Linked DNA regions of Mus musculus: all the other regions are linked to region 3. A link is a contact called in public ChIA-PET, HiChIP or PLAC-seq and promoter capture Hi-C data. All regions are on one chromosome and are shown on one strand. Each heading gives the region's core, a stretch centred on a gene start, on an enhancer-like site or on the middle of the called end of the contact. The rest is flanking DNA. Distances are from core to core; before and after follow the strand shown. Region 1 overlaps Crtc3 (CREB regulated transcription coactivator 3). Region 2 holds the start of Sema4b (sema domain, immunoglobulin domain (Ig), transmembrane domain (TM) and short cytoplasmic domain, (semaphorin) 4B). Region 3 holds the start of Furin (furin (paired basic amino acid cleaving enzyme)). Region 4 holds the start of Ngrn (neugrin, neurite outgrowth associated).

The links. ChIA-PET counts read pairs in DNA pulled down with a chosen protein or histone mark. HiChIP or PLAC-seq counts read pairs in DNA pulled down with a chosen protein or histone mark. Capture Hi-C pulls out chosen DNA fragments and counts their contacts.
Region 1: an H3K4me3 HiChIP or PLAC-seq map of bone marrow-derived macrophages shows a contact between it and region 3, with 3 times the contacts expected there. The contact joins the enhancer-like site here to the promoter of Furin in region 3. A contact is called at or near these places in 6 of 39 promoter capture datasets (the C10 cell line, the HPC-7 cell line, cranial neural crest and 2 more), 1 of 484 Hi-C or Micro-C datasets (beige adipocytes), 7 of 115 datasets of contacts at active chromatin or transcription factors (bone marrow-derived macrophages, effector CD8 T cells, embryonic stem cells and 3 more) and 4 of 9 other capture datasets (adipose tissue, embryonic stem cells, liver and 1 more).
Region 2: a contact with region 3 is called in a promoter capture Hi-C map of liver. The contact joins the promoter of Sema4b here to the promoter of Furin in region 3. A contact is called at or near these places in 1 of 484 Hi-C or Micro-C datasets (embryonic stem cells), 1 of 115 datasets of contacts at active chromatin or transcription factors (pancreatic cancer cells) and 2 of 9 other capture datasets (liver and pancreatic islet).
Region 4: an RNA polymerase II ChIA-PET map of memory CD8 T cells shows a contact between it and region 3, with 93 read pairs. The contact joins the promoter of Ngrn here to the promoter of Furin in region 3. A contact is called at or near these places in 3 of 115 datasets of contacts at active chromatin or transcription factors (effector CD8 T cells, memory CD8 T cells and pancreatic cancer cells) and 2 of 9 other capture datasets (adipose tissue and pancreatic islet).

What each region holds. Positions count from the first base shown.
Region 1 is chr7:80,638,682-80,641,381 of GRCm38.p6, reverse strand. All of the region lies in intron 2 of Crtc3 (CREB regulated transcription coactivator 3), which reads left to right. Gm15880 (predicted gene 15880) reads right to left here. Exons shown (of 5, transcript NR_040343.1): 3 at 2,422-2,632; 4 at 1,734-1,820. Among named protein-coding and RNA genes, the nearest start is that of Gm15880, 4.0 kb to the right of the region's middle. Within about 2 kb of position 1,346, at least 103 of the 459 cell types and tissues checked have an H3K27ac peak or open chromatin away from gene starts, as enhancers often do. A contact at or near this core is called in the HPC-7 cell line, bone marrow-derived macrophages and pancreatic islet, where this site is marked.
Region 2 is chr7:80,197,262-80,200,063 of GRCm38.p6, reverse strand. Sema4b (sema domain, immunoglobulin domain (Ig), transmembrane domain (TM) and short cytoplasmic domain, (semaphorin) 4B) reads right to left here and starts at 1,476. Exons shown (of 14, transcript NM_001360135.2): 1 at 1,294-1,476. The coding sequence starts at 1,411.
Region 3 is chr7:80,401,366-80,404,065 of GRCm38.p6, reverse strand. It overlaps Furin (furin (paired basic amino acid cleaving enzyme)), which reads left to right and starts at 1,254. Exons shown (of 16, transcript NM_011046.3): 1 at 1,254-1,536.
Region 4 is chr7:80,259,888-80,262,587 of GRCm38.p6, reverse strand. It overlaps Ngrn (neugrin, neurite outgrowth associated), which reads right to left and starts at 1,373. Exons shown (of 3, transcript NM_031375.4): 1 at 1,165-1,373; 2 at 657-767. The coding sequence starts at 1,328. Ttll13 (tubulin tyrosine ligase-like family, member 13) reads right to left here. Exons shown (of 15, transcript NM_177765.3): 15 at 1,767-2,259. The coding sequence ends at 2,063.

The DNA of each region.
Region 1 (2,700 bases), core at 97-2,596, 240 kb before region 3:
GAATGTTTAAAGAGCAAGACCAACAAGGTAGCCCAGCTGTTAAAGGATTGCTGCCATGCCTGATGATTGAGTTCAGTCAGCAGAACACGCATGGTGGAAGGAGAGACCTGAGTCCTGAAAGTGCTCTGACCACTACACGTGGGCTGTGGCATGTGTGCTGCCCTCCACACTACCCTGTCCTACCTTCACATAAAAGTAAATACCTATTTTTAAAAAAGTAACATTAAAAAGCAATTGCTGAGGACATGGACTCAGCTCAGTAGCAGGACCCTGAGTTTAATCCCTAGTATTGAAAAAAAAATTAAAAAATAAAAAGTGGGTTGGAGTAATTCAGTAAACCCAGGAAGACGTGGGTTCAATCCCCGGAACACTCATAAAAGCCAGGTGTGCTGTGCTTGTAATCTGGGCCCTGAAGAGCTGGAGTCACTGGCCAGTCTGCTTAGCAAGTTCCAGAGCAGTGAGAAAGTCTTTCAGAAAAGAGCGGTAATGGACCAGAGGTGCCTCCTCACATGCACACACAGCTGCATCAGTCCATATACATTATAGCCAGCTGTAATGTATACCATGTTACTATCCGTGCTAAAAGAGAAGAGTAGAAGTAAGGTCCGCTCCCACTTGCTGTGCTTACACAGTCGTTCATTGAAGGGCTCATGCAGCCATTACCCTGGCTGTCTATCAGGAAGCAAGAAGGGGAAATGGGATCAGCGGTGTCTCACACTCTCAATCTTTATATTTTTCATTTGTTGAGAGTGTGAATAAATACTTATTTTCTTTTTGAAACAGTGTCTCGTGTAGCTCAGACTGCCTTCAGTTTGCTGTGCAATTGAGGATGACCTTGAACTGTTTTGGGGTCCACCTCCTACCTCTGTGTGCTGGGAGTACAGCTGTGTGACCACCATGCCCTGTTACGGGGTGCTGAGATGGAACCAAGCTTTGTACATGCCAGGCCTGCACTTTACCGCCTGAGCTGTCTTCCCAGCTGTGGACCAGGATTTTCCCAGTTACTCTTGACCCTAAGTGCCCCTGACTTGTCTGTTCAGCAGCTAAGAAACAAACCCTTGCTTTTAGTCTGAGAGAACTTTGCCTTTATTTGACTCTGCCTACTGGGACCAGCATCCTCCGGGAAGCATTTCTGCATCCCTGGGTCAGGGAGGAGGTGTGCATGCCATCTGCTGCACCTGGTCCTCTGCTTCAGCTTCAGCTTCAGCGAATGGGCTTTAAGGTTGGCTTATAGCCCCAGAAAGAAGAGCAAGCCAAGGTTAGCATCCTCATTAAGCTGACACTCACCCTGGCTCTCTCCACAGCCCAGCTATGACACAAACCAGTGACAGTCAGTGCGTCAGCTTGTCACCCCATCACTATTACAAATGATTCCCAGAAACTATAAAACCTCAAATATTCCCCCAAGTAAGCAGAAGTAAGAAACACAGAAAGTCAAAGTGGGGGACAGGGTTCTAGCTTCCTCATTTCATTCCAGTGTTGGAACAAATGGTGAAATGGTTGCACGGATTAGCGCACTTTATATATGTCACACAGGTTAGCACACTTTATATATGTCACACAGGTTAGCACACTTTATATAAGTCACAAGGGTTATAGCACACTTTATATATGTCACAAGGGTTAGCATACTTTATATACGTTACAAGGGTTAGCACACATCATGTTCTTCGTTCCATGCTGATTGTGACTTTCACTTGAAGCATCAGATGAAATAATAATAATAAAATCACCTCAGAGCATTCAGATCCTGGATGAGGGAATAAAGTTCAGGGGCAGAGTCCTTGCCTAAAACTTGTACTGAGACCCTGGTGTCCCCACTGTCACAAAGAAGAGAAAGGAAAACAGCTCATTATATAAACAAAGACATTGAAGTTCCACAAATATACCAGCTCCACTCTCCGCCATTTCTCTGTACCCATTTTCAGTGTAGCAAGCAAAGTAGATGGTCTGCCCCCCGAGGGCTGTGTTAGGGAGGACACCGCGTCAGCACTCAGCTTTCCCTCATGAAAATCCCTGGGTGCTAGATGTTTCAACCCAGACTGGGGGCCTTATACACCACTGTTCTGTGGTCTGGACGGTCACTGCTAGTGAGCCTGTGAGAAGTCAGTGAAGGGTCACTTGTCAGCTTTCCTTACGGTGGCTCAGGAGCTCCTAAAGTCTGTGGGCTGGACTGTGTGACAAGTGAAGCCAGTTGTACTGGGCTCGGTTCTCCCTTCCACGTGGAGGCAGAAGCCGGGGCTTCAGATAGGAGGCAACTCCGTCCAGGTCCTACACGTTTGCCTATTTGGCAAAGATTTCAAACCAATTTAACTCAGCTATAAGTAAGCAACCAGATCCAGTTTTGGTTAAATGGAGAATTCAGGAAAGAGGGAAGGAGGAAAGAAGGAAGGGGAAAAAAAAATTAAAACAGAAACTTACATTCCCAAAAGAATCTGGTTCTCCAGACCTGTTCTCTCTGGGTAGCTTGGTTCCTCGTGGGGACAACTGACTGTAAATCTTTAGCAGCCTGTCATCTGAGCAGATGCCCTCCGGAGACAGGGACTGCTTTGAGGACACTGCAGCTGGGCTAGAAGCTGTTTAACAGAGGACCGCACTCTGAGGATATAGTATATCCTCATGTCCATGGGCCCTGGAGGAGGCAAGATAGCTGATGGTAAGGGTGCTTTGCGTGTGGGTTGGCTGCCCTAAACAGTCATC
Region 2 (2,802 bases), core at 227-2,726, 200 kb after region 3:
AGTTCCATGCAGGAGTGGTCCGAGTTTAACATAACAAGAATGACAGCAAACACCCGCTGAGAGGTTTCTGTACCAAGCCCTATCCTAAGGACTTTGCAACTGGTAATGAGCTGCGCCTTGAGCAAGGCGCTAATATCCCATTTTACAGATGAAGAAATCAAGGCACAGAGAAGTTGTTTACTTAAGGTCATGTGGGAACTAAGTGGCTGAGACAGGATTTGAACTTGAGCTACCAACAATGTTTTGGATAAGGGACTGAGATCCTGTTAGGGGCCTTAACTGAAGAGCTGATTCTATCCTTTTGCAAATGGGATGCTTTTAGGGGTGGGGATGCAAATATGGAGTAGGAAGTCTGGTAGAGTTTTAGTCTGTAACCTCTAATTTATGCACTAACTCACAGTGACAGTTTGCAATTTAGAGGGGTTTGGCCAAACATTGTCTGTTGGCACCTATGTGCCTGATGCCCTCCGAATGCACCAAGTTTTATGAATTTCCCAAGATGACTTTGCAAGGTATCTAAGCCTGAGGCGACTTTGCAGGGGAGGAAGCTGGAGTGCGGGCAGTAGGAAGTACTTACTGGGCTAAGTCCCTAGAATTCCAAACGTTGAGGTTCCCTGGAAAAGGTTCAGGGGCGATCAGACTAAGGGAAGTAAAGAATGAGTGGAGGATTGGAAACACAGGCAGCCAGGGGCAGCTGTAAACCACCAAAAAAGGAATGTGGCCCACCAGGGTGATACCCTCAGGCCCCTCTAGACAGGGTACAGATGGGTCTTCGCAATGTCAGTTTCCAAGTCCCTGTGTTTGGAGTAGGGGGTGAATTCTCCAGGTCGATCAGTCAGAGATGGGCCGGCAGGGAGGAAAGACCTGGCACCCACCCGCCAAACTCCAGGCTCTGCTGTGGCTGACTGAGAATATCATAAGCCCAGAGTTTATAGCACGGCCAGCAGCAGTGCCCTCAGCCCCGTGCCGTTGGTGGCTCCAAGGCTGACTCTGGTCAGCATCAAAGACAAGTAAATGAGTAGGCAGGATGGCTGGCACCTGAGGCCCCTAGTGCCGAGTGTGCTCCCTCCGAGCAAGAGCAGCTGCAACCGAGCAAGAAAGCGGCCCTCTCCAAGTCCAGATAGAAAATGGAAGAAAAGGGCTCTCAGCTCCCTAGCTTTCCCTCCTCTTTCGCTTTGACCACAACTGCTTTCCTGGTCCTAGTGGACCTCAACCTCTCCTTTGTCGTGGCCACCCCACCAAGCATCTCGTTGCCCGCGCTCCCCTCCTTCTGCCGCGCCCCATAGCACTTACCCAGCGGCACACTGATCCGGGGGCCGAGCGCCCGCGTAGTCGTCGTCCGCAGCAGCAGCAGTAGCAGCAGCAGCAGCAGCGCGCGCCGCAGGACAGCGGAGCGGCTCGCCCGGCCCATCGCGGCGCGTGGAGCTCGGACCGCAGCAGGCAGCGGCGTCCTCCTCCGGCTCAGGTTGCTCAAGTGGAATCGCAGGCTGGAGCCCCGCCCCGCGGTTCGGCCCGGAGTCCTTCCCTCGGCCTCCGCCTCTGGACCTGGGGGTGGGCGGCAGGGAAGGTGGTCACGTGGGCCGCCGCACCGTAGGCTCCCTCTGCCCAGTGCTGCGGGTGAAAGCCCCGCGCTCTCGCCGCAGGGAGGAGGGCGCGGAGCAGGAAGTCGACGGGTAGGCGGGCCTCCTAGCTGGTCCTTGCCCAGCTCTTTCCCCTTCCTCCTTCCTGGGCGCTGAAGTACGAGGGGCGCTGGATCGAGTCACCCGACTTGGGGCACTGGGGGGGAGGGGGAGCGGAGCAGAGCCTGGGGACCTGAAGCCCGGAGACCGAGGAGCTCGCAAAGCCGCACGGACCCGCCCTCCTTCCGGCTCCCGGGAACCCTGCCCCACATGCCCCCTACCTACCCCCACCCCCGCTCTGGGAGCTGTGCAGACTCTGAGACGGAGACTGGTAGCTTTCCAGTCTTACTTCCGCGAGAGGTCTATGCATGGTCTAGAATCTAGATACTCTGCTCGGTTGTCCATGCTTAGAATTCTGTCCACGCGAAGCCCGGGGCCGGCGCAGAATCAGTTCAAGTGGGATAATTAGGATTTCACGGACTGCACTGCCAAAGAGGCTAGACCTTCCCCCCCACAACCAGCACGTGGCTGAGCATAGGAAAGGATTCCCTAAGGCTGGAATGAGACGCCAGAGGTATCCACCCGCAGGTACCCCAATCTGAAGTCAATTTGGTGGAGCCACAGCAAAGGAATAGAGGGAAATAAAGAGGGGGAGATCAACAAAGACATCAAGGTTTTGGAAACCCGTTTCAGCTTTTCCTAGGTGAATGGATAAAATTAAAAACTTAAAAATATGTGTTCATTGTTCTTGTGGCAATGAAACCACTTCCCCCAGACTTTTCTGCAGTTGTCGAAGCTACACTGCACTCGCTGCTGCCCATGTGTGCCCATGTGGGCAGTTCCAGAGCCACATCTTTCTACTCTCCTCCCCACCCCCACAGGCAGGTGGCAGTCAGAGCAGACAAGCTCTTGGATGGTCTCAGGTCTTCTTTCTTACATCCAGACTTCCCCATGCTCCACAACTCCTGTACTGTCACCACCCTGACATCCTTCTACAGTCTCGTGTCTTTTCTCATATGCCACATGTCCAATTGCACTGGTTAACCCATCATCTGAAATGTACTGTTTCTGCTCTAACTGCTGCTTCCTTTCCTCCTGTTAATCTCTTCTCAAACACAGTAGACAGAGTCTACTCCACAAGCTGTGACCTCTGACCTGTGTGTTTGTGTGTGTAACATAAAAT
Region 3 (2,700 bases), core at 5-2,504:
GTTTTAACGGATGCTCAAATAACAGATTCAGTTAACTTCATACACATCTCCATTTTCAGAGGGATAAATCGGGGCTCTGAGAATTTAAGGTTCGAAATAATGCAAAATAGTACCGCAAGGATTTGAGCCCAACTTTCCTGGACGACTTTCCACACAAATGATACGTGTGTATGTGTGTATGTGTACTACTTTGAGGGTTTTGAGGCAAAGTCTCATGTGGCCAGGTTATCTCACAGAGAGCAAGAAGGGATGTGCAGAGGCCGCTGGCGACCTTGGAACAACCCAGCCTGGGAAGATCTTGGCCCGGTTCCCCTCTTCTTTCTCAGCTCGAGCAGAATGTCAACCTTCCGCCAAGTAGCACAGCCGTTTTCTAGGGCAGGAACCCAGGGAGGGAAGGGCTCTGGCTGGTATACTGTAAGTAGCTTGGAGTGAAACGCTGCCAAGTCTGAGGCCTGCTAAGTTGTGTAGCTTAAGGAAAATTATTTAAACTTTGTGTGCCTCAGTTTCCTTATCTGTAAAGTGGGATTAATAATGTCATCCTGAGCGGATTATGTGGATTAAGGAATGTACATAAGGAGAAGATAGGGTGAACTGATTGGCCCAGTGCCTAGCTCTCCGTTGTTGCAGGGGGAAAAAAAAGTATTGGGAAAAAAAAAAAACCATAAAAGGAGGTGGGCTATTTCTGTTTATCCACCTGTCTCTACAAAAGCAAATAAAACTGTGACTCCTCTAACTGGAGGCACGAGGGCTGCCCTGCCGCTGTGAGATCCGACCTGAGAGTGGAGTTGCCCCAGGTCCGCCATCCCAGGGCGCTTCCCTTGACTATCCCCAAACTCAAAACTCGGGACCCAGGAACCTCGGGCAAGGCAGGGCCAGCTTGGACTCTCCCCAAACCCCCCGACCCTCGGCCCTTCCCTCGCCATCTCGCCCGCGGGCTCCCAGTCCGGGTCTCCGAAACCATCTGCCCGGGAGTTTGCGGGGCCAAGAGCCTAACGCGGTGCGGACCGAGGGGCCTGGGGTGGCGCGCAGGGACCACGCTCCCTACCCGCCCCGCTGGCAGCCGCAGACAGGGCGCCCCGAGAACGCAGGGCCCGCCGCGTGGAGCTCTCTGAACACCGGCCGGGCCCGGCCGGGCCCGGCCTGACCCGACCCGGGCGGCGAACGGGCCGGGCCGGCTGCGGCCGCCGAGCGCGGAGGTGGCGCCGCGAGGGGGAGGGGCGCGGCGCGGAGGAGGAGGAGCCCGGGCCGCCGCCGCCGCCGCCGCCGCTGTGACAGCGGCCCGAGTAAACAAGCCGCGCCGCCGCGGCCGGGCCGCTGCCCCCCGCCCGCGCCCGAGCCCAGGCCGAGCCTTGCCCTGGTCGCCGGCCGGGCCGAGGCCGCGCCGCCGCGCCTCCCCGCCTGCGCGCCGTGACGCCGCTGCCGGGCGCGGGGACCGCCGGAGCCAGGCCCCCGCCGCCGGGCTCCGTGCTCGGCCGAGGGGTACCCGAGCGGCCGCGGCGCTCGTCCGGAAAAGTTTCCCCGCCCGGGCTCCCCAGGGTAAGCGGCGAGGGCGCGCGGCCCGGGGCCGGGGAGGCGGCGCGCTGGGGAACCGGGCCCGGAGCGGGCGGGGGAGCGCGGAGCCGGGCGGCGCAGCCCCGGGCCTCGCCGGCCGCCGGGCTCTGGTCGCGGATTCTCGGCCGCCGCGGCGGGAGGACGGGAGCCGCGCAGCCCACCTGAGCGCCGGGCTTGGGCCCGCGCCGGTACTTTTCCGCTGGGGCCGGGGCGAGCCCTATGACCTCAGGAAGCGCCGGCGGGGCCCCTGCTGGGGCGGGCTAGGCAGAGCATTCCTCGGACTCTGGGTGCTCCCGCCTGCCCGCGGTCCTCCGTGGCCCCGGCGGCCGGGGCCTGCGCCTGGTGGGGCGCGCTCCCGGGAGGGCACGGGGTCCTCGGCCGCCTGGCACACCTGTACGGCCGGAGCGGTCGGGGGCGGATTTCGCGTGCGCGCACAGGCCGGCTTGGGGGAGGCTCGCTCCGGGCTGCCTCCTGCCGAGGCCTGGCCGAGGCCCCTGCTGCCCCCATCCATCGGGTGGCTAGCCGAGGGGCGGCCTGCTTGCCATACAGGTCTGACAGCAGACACTAGTCTGCTCGGTGCCGCCGTTCCCACCGCCCCAGGGCTTTGCGCCTAGGGGAAGTGGACTTTCATCTCTCTGAAGCACTGGGATTCTCTCTGACTTGGGAAGTGCCAAGACGACGCAGGTGATGTGGCCCAGTGAGGGCATGTGGCTGCTGGCCAGGTGTGGACATAGAAAAGGAGGGTGGGCGAGCAGATTAGGTGTGTGTTTCCTGTTTTGGGCTTCTATCTAAAATTTGTATTTTTTTAAAAAGAGGATCCTATGGCTTAAAAAAAGTTTGAAAGCCTCTGTCCTAATAGTTTTTAACCACCAAGGAAACTGAGGCCCAGAGAGTGGAAATGACTTGTGTAAGTAGTTGAGCAGGGACTAGGAGTTAAAATTTCCTGGGAGGTGCCTGTAACAGGACCTGCCTTGGGGTCTCTGCTGGAAAGAGAGACCTGATTGGGTTTCCCAGCAGTCTTTGGTGGCTTGCTCTGTGGCTGCCTCAGCTGGGTCTCCAGGTCCTAGAAACAGCAGCCACACCTGGGGGTAAGTGCCCGTCTTATGCCTGGAATGGTTGTGGTTATCTCTGTCTGTAGGTTCTAGGGAG
Region 4 (2,700 bases), core at 124-2,623, 140 kb after region 3:
AAGTGCTGGGACTAAAGGCATGCGCCACCATGTCCAGCTAACTCAGGACCTTTTGAATAGCAGTCAGTGCTCTTAGCCACTGAGCCACTGAGCCATCTTTCCAGCCCCCTTAAAGAAAATTCGTTTCAGACGCCTTTCAAGTAAGAGTAGTGACTCATACACAGTGTAATCCCTGAACTTGGGAGGCAGAGTCAGAATTGCCCCAAGAATTCCAGGCTAACCTGGTCTACAGAGCGGTCTTGTCAATAAATAAACAAATACATAAATAAAATAAAAATCCAGGAGCGTTGGTACATACTTTTAATCTCAATTACAAAACTCAGATGGCAGAGGCAGGAAGACAAGAGTTCAAAGCTATCCTTGTCTACAGTGTCCTGGAGGTCAGCTGGCTACATGAGGTTGCCTCAAAAGAAGAGCTTTCCAAACTTCAATCAACTGTCCATAATGTACCTACCAAGCTAGGTATGTCCTTAGGAGGTGATGACCTCAGTGGACCATAAGCAAGTCCCTGTGCTGATCCCAGCATCGCAAAACAAACAAAATTCTGGACAGGTTTAGGAAGTTCCTTATTATGACGCTTTCTATTTTAAAGGCAATAATACTAAATACTTAAAATCCCCCAAAAGGTAAATCCCATTTTGTAAGCAACGTCTCACCGGATCTGCTCCATGGCTTCCCACGTCAGTGTTCTGGGTGGTGCACCTGGAGCCTCCATTTGCCTTCGTATTTTCTGGAATCGCATTGCTTTTTTCTGACGTTTCAAAGCGCTGGGGGAAAGAACCAATGGCAAAAGCCGAGCTTGGAAGCAAGACTAGTGTTTCAAAAAGCATCCAACTAAATCTTGGAGAGCTCAGCCCTCTCGTCTGACCGCATGTCTGCCAGGTTAAAGCACTCTGGGTGCACTGCCCCCAGAAACCTAACACCTACAGCACCTGAACGTAAGCATGCCGAACTCTCTAACGGGTGATGAAACACGTCACTAAGCAACGGGACCTAGGGTGTCAAGGGAGCTGATCACTTGCCCCTGTGCCCTAGACAACGGATGAGAAGAAACTAGAGCCTGTGCAGACGCGGCTGCCGGACGCCCGGAGCTGGGGGGGGGCGCATGGAACGCCGGGGCGCGAAGCCTAACTCCAGGCTGAGGGCTCGCCACGAAGCAGGTACCTCTCCACCTCCTGGAGCTCCCGCTCCTCCGGCTCCCAGTCGGAATCGGGGTCCGGCTCGCAGCTGACAGAACCCGGGCCCGCCATGACCTGGGACGCGAACCCACAGCGAGCGAGAGAGGTGCGGACACGACCGCCCAAAAAGAGGCTCAGAGAGAGCGCCATTGCGACGCGAGGTGGTATCTACAGCTCGCGACCGGAAAGCACCGGAAGTGGGAGGGCGAACCCGGAAGCAGAAAGGAATAACCGGAAGTTAGACGGTATCCTACGCTTTTCGTTTCCTGGGTGGGCGGGGGCTGTCCTTGTATTGTCCAGTTACCCACCCTTTCCTGCTGATTTTGGTTTTGTGGTGCTGGGGAGCCAAGCTAGGGCCTTGTACATGCTAGGCAAGCTACTGCCACTGAGCTATCTCCCTAGCCATTAAAAAGGAAAAAATGTTTGAAACGGTCTAAATTGTCCTAGCCTTAAATTCATCATCTTGTCTCAACTTCCTAAGTAATTGGAACTACAGGCCTTAGTCACCAGGCTGGGCTGGGCGTCCCTGCTGTAACTATGAGAAGAGCTTGCCTCAGACGGGAGGATCGAAAGGAGGTACAGCACGCGCCTGGAAAACGACATAAACTTTAATAAAAAGACGGGTTCAGTTGCCCAGAGCCGCCCCTCTGGCACAGGCTGCCCAGGCCTGCCTGATTCTGCCACTGTGGCAGGAAGGGCGTACCCTCAGCAATCTTCTGATGGCGACTACACCGTAGTCGCTTTTGACTCCTCCGGGAAAGGAATTCCTTGTTGCCCAGTGACCTCCAGCCCCAAGCCATACCCAGGGTTCAGACCCATCGCTTAGGGATAAACTCAGCCTAAGGCTTGGTGAGCAGCGATGCATACAAGCTGGCCTTAGCTCTTCATCTTTTAGTCTTTACCGATCCCCAAAGAATCTTAGAATGTTGAAGAACTCTTGGTGTCTCCGTGTTTTTTGCCTTTTGCAAACAAAGGTCCTGGCCAGAGCTTTTCAATCTGGAACTTGTTGGCAGTCTTTCAATTAGCAAAGATTGAAGACCATTTGCTGTTTTGGTTGAGTGCTGGGCTTTCCTTCTTTTACCTGTGTTGGATGATGTTGAGGAGTGGGCTGGAATGCTGCAGTACTGGTGCAGAGGCAGGGCATAGGGGAAGATCCCCAGCCTTGCTTCCTCTGTGTTCAGAGTTTACCATGGAGGGCAAGGTGCAGCATTCAGTCCATGAGCCATTTTCCTGTCTTTTGGGCTGCAGAAGATAGCCCTGCCTTGGGGTTAGAGTGGGTGGCACTGATCCTGACAGGGCTCTGTTTATGGCTTCTAGCCTTCTGCTGGCTTGGCCTTCTGCAGTAGAGACATGGACCCCCACTAAGTTGTAGTACCCACAAAAGAGATGTTCTCACCTCTTTCCCATCTGTGCTCCAGTAACACACAAGACTGGCATCCCATGCTTCCCTCTAGCATCTCTACCACACTGGATCTTAATTAGCCTGTTTACATGTCCATTTCCCTGTTAACCTTGGTTGAGG